Regions from separate parts of the Mus musculus genome. Here region 2 is linked to region 1. The links are chromatin contacts, called in public HiChIP or PLAC-seq maps. All regions are on one chromosome and are shown on one strand. Each heading gives the region's core, a stretch centred on a gene start, on an enhancer-like site or on the middle of the called end of the contact. The rest is flanking DNA. Distances are from core to core; before and after follow the strand shown. Region 1 holds the start of Gabbr2 (gamma-aminobutyric acid (GABA) B receptor, 2). Region 2 overlaps Coro2a (coronin, actin binding protein 2A).

Region 1 (3,622 bases), core at 756-3,255:
GCCACCCAGTGTGCCTCTTCCCGAGGCAGAGGAGCCTCTCTGCCTGCAGCAACCTGAGCTCACCGTTACCAACTGCCACCAATTCCTTCACCTTTTATTTACAGAGCAGAACAGCAGGCTGCTTCACTGGTGAAGCGGGGGAGGCGGGGAATGAGATACAATCTACATTATGCTCTTTTCCGGGAGGGGGTATAAAAAAGGGGTCAGGCAGGGGAAGAAGCCAAGCCCAGGTTACACCACCAGGGGGATGCTCCTTTCTTGAGGAGTCTGCCCGGGAGCTCCAGCAAAGGTGCGCTGGGGGAGCCCGGGAAGCAAGGGTCCAGAGCTCGCCCTGGCTTTGCTGGGAGAGATGCAAGAGGCGCCAACAGAGCTCTCAGTAAAGGAAATCACTGCCCCCTTCAGGCCGAATCTTATCTCTCGAGGCTGCGGACCGGAGAGTAGGGGCTCCCTGGGTCCGGAAAAACTCGCAAACCCGTCCTTATTCCTGATCGCTCTTCCAGGCCCTCTCTTCGTCCTAGCCTCAGAGTGGGCAGTCAGGGTCTGAGCTGAGGCTCCTTGGAAACCTAGACATGAGGGCGTGAGATCGGGGTTTGGGATGGAAAGGTCTTGGTTCTCCAGCTCTGCTCAGAAAAGAAGGCCAGAGGGGAACCCTCTGCCACACTCCAAGTCTAGGCTCCCACGACACGAACGCCTCAAGTGTGCACCTGCTCAGCGGTGTTAGCAGCTGCTGAACAAAAGTGGAAGCGCGATCGGACACCACCACACGTCCCGGGCTAGACCTGTCAAGCCACTCTATGAGCAACTAACCCAAGGCGGGGAGAGGGGGAAGGGGAGTCTCCCAAAACTGCTCCAGCTACTGCCAGCGCTGGACAGATCCAGGCAGCAGCGCTGCAGAACCCTCCGGGCTCCGAGGCTGACCGTGGCGCGCGCGAGCCCTGAGCTGCAGAAGTGCACCACAGGATCGGTCCTGCCCGAAGCTTGGCCCCCGAGGGTCCTGGAGCCCTCTAGCCCTAAAAGGGCGGCTTGGAATTTTTAGGGTCTGGGAATAGGCCCCATAGCCTGTCCAGCTGTGGCTGGCCCAGTTTGTAATCAGTGTGCGTGTTCCTCTTACTTGGCACCTGACAACCCTAGGAGCAGCACCGGACAGGGGCAACCGGCGCAGGCCTCTGGGAGTCCAACCTCTCACATCTCTAACTCCTCCTCTGGTCAAAGGAGACCCCCATTCCACACCCACACAGAGGTGGAAGGTGCTCACAGATCAGGGTCCCACCTGCTCCAGCCAAGCCCAGTGAGACCCTGATGGACCCAGTACGCGGTCAGCCAGCGAGGAGGAGACAATCACGGCTCTGTCCCTCCTCGACGCCCCCAGCCTCGACGGCATGGGTCACTGGACACTTACCTCGGTGTCGTAGAGTCGCAGGTCCAGGAAGTAGGGGCGCAGGAGTGACTCGTTGCGGATCTGCTCGATGGCTAGCTCCACGGCGGGGAGCACGCCGCGCCCGATGCTGCCCTTGGCCACCTCCTTGGTGAGCGGCATGAGGCCCATGATGGAGAGCGGCGGGCTGCTGGGCGGCGGCCGGGGGGCGCCCCGCGCCCAGCCCCAGGCCCCGGGAGCCAACGACAGCAGCAACGACAGCAGCAGGGGCAGCAGCAGGCGCGCGGGCGGCGGCGGTGGCGGCGGCGGCCGGGGCTGCCCGGAGCTCGGCGGGGAAGCCATGCCGCGCCGCGGGCTGCGGGCGCCAGCTCACTCGGCCCGCATGGCCTGGCCCGGCCCGCCGCCCGGCGCCGAGCTCTGCCCGCGGCTCCCGCGCAATGGCGCCGGCACGGGCCCCGGCTCGGCTCCGGCTTCTGCTCGCTCAGAACGGCCGCGGCGGCGGCGGCGGCGCCCGTGACGGATCAATCACGCCGGGAAGGGGTGGGAGCCAGCGGAGTGCGGGAGGCGGGGAGCCAACGAGCGAGCGAGCGAGCGAGCGCCGAGGGGGCCGAGTCTCCGCGCGCCTCTCTCCAGCGCGGCCGCCCCGCACCCGGCCGCCTCCTCCCGCCTCCGTGCGCGATCGCAGCTCTTTCCTGCTCGGAGCCGCGGGACGTCGGACCCTGGAGCCCGGCCAGGGGAGGGAGGGCGGCAGGAGGCTCGGGAGGCGAAGGCAAGGCTGCTGAGCGGCGGCTCGGGCCGCCTCCGGGGACAGGGACGGGCCGTGCGCGCCGGGGGAGGGGGAGGCGCCGGCGCTGCGGCTGCCGCGGGGAGGGCCGTGCTCCCGGCACACGCACACTCGCGCCCCGGGCGCTGCGCCGCGCCGGCTGCTGCGGCCGGCTGACCCCGCCGCCGGGGACTGAGCTCCAGAGCCCCACGTTCGGGGGAATCGAAGCTGCTATGCGCGGGGGACGCGGGCGCCTCGCCTTGCGCTTCCTGTAGCACCTGCAAGGTGGTTGGGTACTGCTTCTCCCAGGTCTGGGCGGGCGAGTCGAGGAAACGAACGTTCTACAAAGGTGTCCTAGGGGCACCAGCAGCCTGCGCTCTCCTGTGCCAGCTACCAGGGAACCTGGGACCCTTGATCCAGTCTGGAGTCCTTTGCCAAGCCCAGGTCAGGGCTGGGATAGGAGACCTATGAGTACTACCGCCTCCTCCAGGCGTTTGACCTCCCGGTGTCCCCAGTCCCAGAGGGCCCCGCCTTAAAATTCTCCCCTGGGTGGGAACCCTGTCTTCAGTCCCAAGAAGCACAGCCTGGACTTGGCTCATTCTGTCTCCCAGGTGGTATAAACACACTGGATAACCCCAGGCAAAGTAGTCCTGGACAAGATGAACCTGAGTAACCCCTCTGTGCCTCCCTGTGAATCATGGCACTTGTGAGCACTAACCTACAACATCCCAAAGCCTGACTAGTACAAGGATACATTACATTACATTATAAAACAGCCCATCCAAGCATTGTGGACCAAAAGCACGACCTTGTAACAAGGGTGGGAATTTAACCTTCACTAACTGCTTGCTACCTGACATATCTGATGTATCCTCAAAACAGCCGTATACGCTTAGTACAGTGGGTCTATCATTCCCGTTTTACAGAAGAATACACTGATCGATAATATACAGCTAATACAGGGGAAGCAGAATGCACAGCCACAAAGGACTCTTATGCACCCCTGATATTGGAAAGCCCTTCCAAAAGGAGGACATGGAGGCCACGGTGCTCTCAGTAGCTCTAGATCCCGTTCCTCCACACAGTTTGTAATGGGTCATCTAAATGGAGTCTGCATATTTGGAGCTGGGCAGGAAACCCGGAGGAAACCTGGAAGATAGAGCCCAGGCTGAATTGAGGACGGCAGTACCTTGGACAGCTCCAGAGACCCTGAGGCCAAATCAGCCAGGGCGCCTGCCCGCATAGCCACTTTCTAGGCGGCTATAATTCCTCCCCTCTCGGCTGAAGGTTTTGTACAAGAGCACAGCTCATCCAAGCACCCCCATCTTCCAGCCAAAAAAATAGTCTAGAGGTAATAGTCACCCCAGACATTCTAGAAGATGTCTCACTGACAGGAGGAGACCCATCTCCCTGCCCACCAGCTTGGCTCCAGGCCAGACTCTGACCTCATGCCTCACTTTGCTTGTCTGGGCATTCTGGCTCCC
Region 2 (3,622 bases), core at 373-2,872, 420 kb before region 1:
CTGGAGATGTGGCTTTTTTAGCATGCAAAAGCTCCCGGTCCCATCCTCAGCACCACACAATACCTGCCTTTCCTGAACTAAGTCAAGTGACTGGCCCGTAGCCCAAATGCTGCGGTCTCAGCTAAGGTTTGTTAGATGAGAGCTGTGTGGTCTAATTTATATGTGTGAATCTCAGGCCTGCCCTACGGAAGGGTTGGGTCTGTTTGTGAGCGGCTCAGCTTCTCTCTCCAGTCACTGGCTAGCTGGGTGATGCTGGGCGAGATCCTTCCCCTCTCCGTGTCTTACCTTCCTCATCAGTAAAGTGAGGAGATCTCATTACTGTGGGGTTGCTGCAGGGTTGTGTGTATACCTGGAATGCGCCCAACACACGGCACGAGAGTAAGCCCTAGCCACTTACCGCAGGGTGTTGTCCTGTCTGATGTTACCGATGGGGGAAGAGACGTCTGTAAATTGCTAGGAGGTGGAGAGGACAGCACGGTGATGACATCCTATGATCACTCCATTCAGAGATAGGCGTGGCCACTGAGCACTGGACGGCATGGCTGGGGTGTGTGTTCAGTTGAATTTTTATGTAAAGTGGTGAGTTTTCACGTTAGTGTAGATGTTGTGTGTTTCGAGATCCAGAGTGGTCCTCAACCTTCCTGACGCCGCGGCCTCGTGTTGCGGTGACCCCCTAGCCATAAATTATTCTTGTTGCTACTTCCTGTCATTTTGCCGTTATGGATGGTGATGTACCTCTCTGTGTTTTCTGATAGTCTTAGGTGACCCCTGTGGAAAGTTCTTTTGACTCCCCAGATGGGTCACAACCCACAGGTTGAGAACCACTCTTCTAAAGGCTTCTGTTGGGCAGAGCCCTTAGAGTCTGGATGAAATCCTTGCAGTCTCCTGCCAGCCCCTCTCCCCACCTCCTACCGGGTTACTCTACTCTAATGTGTGGCGATGCTAGGGATTGGGCCTGGAGCCTTTATTTCTTTTTTTATTATTATTTTCTTTTCGAGGCAGAGTCTACATACCCCAGGCTGGCCTCCAACTATGGATATAGCTGAGGATGGCCTTGAACTGCCGATTCTCCAGCCTTTACCTCCTGAGCACTGGGAATACTGTTGTATAGCACAAAGCCTTAGTTGAAACTGTAGCATTTGGGCTCCAGGCCACTCATTTGACTTAGTTCAGGAAAGGCATGTGTGTCCCTCGCTGAGCATTTGGATCTGAGAAGATATCTCAGATATTCTGGAAAGTGGCCTCTTTGCATGAGCAGCTTGAGGGTCTGACCCTTGGCACCCCACAGAAGTATGGACACACAGACACACCTGTGTTCAAAGCTAAGGACCAAGCTCAGTGGTCAGGAAGAGTTCAAAGATGGTGGCTTTACTAGCTTCCACCCGTTCCCTAAGGGCTTCAGGGAGATGGGGGTGGGGGTGGGTTAGGGAAGCCCTCTGGCTTGTCTGTCAGCACAGCCTCGGGCAGATTCTGGGATCCCTCCATGGCATCAAGCATCTTAGTGCAGGCACAGGCACCCTTCGACCAGCAAATGCTCACAGAATCAAGCCCAGTTCTCAGGTCCCTCGGCTGCTTCCCCTCCCCCTCCATCCTTCTGGTCTGGCACAGATGCCTCCCACAGGCCCATAGAAAACACAGATTGAAGCTGGCGGCAGCCAAGAGAGAGCCTTTCTTCTTGATGAGATTAGGCTCATCAGGAGAGAGAGCTTCCCCCTCCCCCTCCCAACTGTCCAGAGCTGGGGTTAGCTGGCAGGGCAACTCCAGAGATGACCAAGGCCTCTCCACAAGCCAAGTTCTTGTTCACGCCCTGCAGCTCCAGTTGCTGTGTTCTTGGGGAGGGGTCTGTGTTTCTCACATATGAGTTCCCATAAACCCCACCATGAATCTCCCTTATTCCTCAAAGGCTTCTGCTGGACTTGGAAGGTGGGTCCCATGCACCCCCCCCCCCCACCTTTTTGTACTGTCTTCCCTGTACCCCTGAACACTATGCCTTTGGATACCCAATCTTGGCACATACTTCCTCCTGAATGGTCTGGAATAAAGCCATAAGGGCCAGGTCTTTGGCTGGCACTCTCTGGGCTCCGAAGATGCCCCTGCCTCTTGTCCTCCTTTTGCTCCAGGTTCCAGCACAATACTCCCCACTCCAGATCACCCCATTGTATGAAGTACTCATCTTCACACTTGGGGTGGGGTGGGGTAGCCAAAGCAGGGAGAGAGATACCAGGTTCAAGACTGTATTCTGGGGGCTGGTGAGATGGCTCAGTGGGTAAGAGCACTGGACTGCTCTTCCGAAGGTCCAGAGTTCAAATCCCAGCAACCACATGGTGGCTCACAACCATCCGTAACAAGATCTGACTCCCTCTTCTGGTGTGTCTGAAGACAGCTACAGTGTACTTACATAAAATAATAAATAAATCTTAAAAAAAAAAAAGACTGTATTCTGTTGGTTGACACACACTTAGCATCTCCCTGTTTTGTTACGTGCCCCCTACTCTCTTCTCCTCTCTCTCTCTCTCTCTTTCTCTCTCTCTCTCTCTCTCTCTGTCTCTGTCTCCCTCCCTACCTCCTCCCCTCTTTCCTCCCCTCCCTCCTCCCCTTCCTCCCTCATTCTCTTCTTTCTCTTTCTTTCTTTCTTTCTTTCTTTCTTTCTTTCTTTCTTTCTTTCTTTCTTCCTTCCTTCCTTCCTTCCTTCCTTCCTTCCTTCCTTTCTTTCTTTCTTTCTTTCTTTCTTTCTTTCTTTCTCTCCTAGACAGAGTTTCAATATGTAGTCCTGGTTGGCCTGAAAAGTATTATTTAGACAGGCCGGTCTTGAATTCATGGAGGTTTCCCTGCCTCTGCCTTCTCAGTGGGAAGTGCCATCATGCCCAGCTTAGCATGTGCTTCTTAACAGGTTGTTTTGAACAAATCCTGGTAGTAATCTCAGCTCCTTGCCAGAAGGATCAAAAAAGTTCAAGACCTTAGGTCGAAGAGATGGTTCAGGGGTTAAGAATGTGTGCTCTCTTCCACTGGATCTGAGTTCGATTCATAGTATCCACTTTGGTGGCTCATGATAGCCTGTAACTCTTAAGAGATCAGACCTCTGTGGACGTCTCTCTCCCCCCACCTCTCTCTCTCTCTCTCTCTCTCTCTCTCTCTCTCTCACACACACACACACACACACACACACACACACACACACACAGAGCTTAGGGCAACCAACAGTCCTATTAAACTTGGACGCCTATGAACCACTCAGTGACCACTACAGCATACCCTGTGCAGTAGTGGCACAAATATCTTGGCTGTAACCAACAGCTCTTTAATTGGATTTACCCGGTTAACAATGGGGAAATCGTGCCTAGTACTGGAGACTAAGCCAACTACTCAGTGCTAATGAAACTACTATTATTACACAGATACACGGTTACATAGTAACCATTGTTATTACATAGATAAAGTAACATTATATTGTTATTAGAAGCAAATCTACAACCACTCACTTACTAAATCAGCATAATCTCTCTAATGACGATCTTAAACATTTGTCTTTATACCCCTAGATAAGAATGCTCTCCACTCCGTGTCAAGGAAACTTCTCTTTGTAACAGACTGAGAGCACCACATAATACCACAGCCAATCAAA

What was found. HiChIP or PLAC-seq counts read pairs in DNA pulled down with a chosen protein or histone mark.
Region 2: a contact with region 1 is called in an H3K4me3 HiChIP or PLAC-seq map of embryonic forebrain, with 4 times the contacts expected there. The contact joins the enhancer-like site here to the promoter of Gabbr2 in region 1. A contact is called at or near these places in 3 of 39 promoter capture datasets (the 3T3-L1 cell line, liver and stem cell-derived epiblast-like cells), 2 of 115 datasets of contacts at active chromatin or transcription factors (embryonic forebrain and embryonic midbrain) and 1 of 9 other capture datasets (adipose tissue).

Annotation. Positions count from the first base shown.
Region 1 is chr4:46,989,709-46,993,330 of GRCm38.p6, forward strand. Gabbr2 (gamma-aminobutyric acid (GABA) B receptor, 2) reads right to left here and starts at 2,006. Exons shown (of 19, transcript NM_001081141.2): 1 at 1,400-2,006. The coding sequence starts at 1,717.
Region 2 is chr4:46,568,214-46,571,835 of GRCm38.p6, forward strand. All of the region lies in intron 1 of Coro2a (coronin, actin binding protein 2A), which reads right to left. Among named protein-coding and RNA genes, the nearest start is that of Coro2a, 32 kb to the right of the region's middle. Within about 2 kb of position 1,623, at least 18 of the 459 cell types and tissues checked have an H3K27ac peak or open chromatin away from gene starts, as enhancers often do.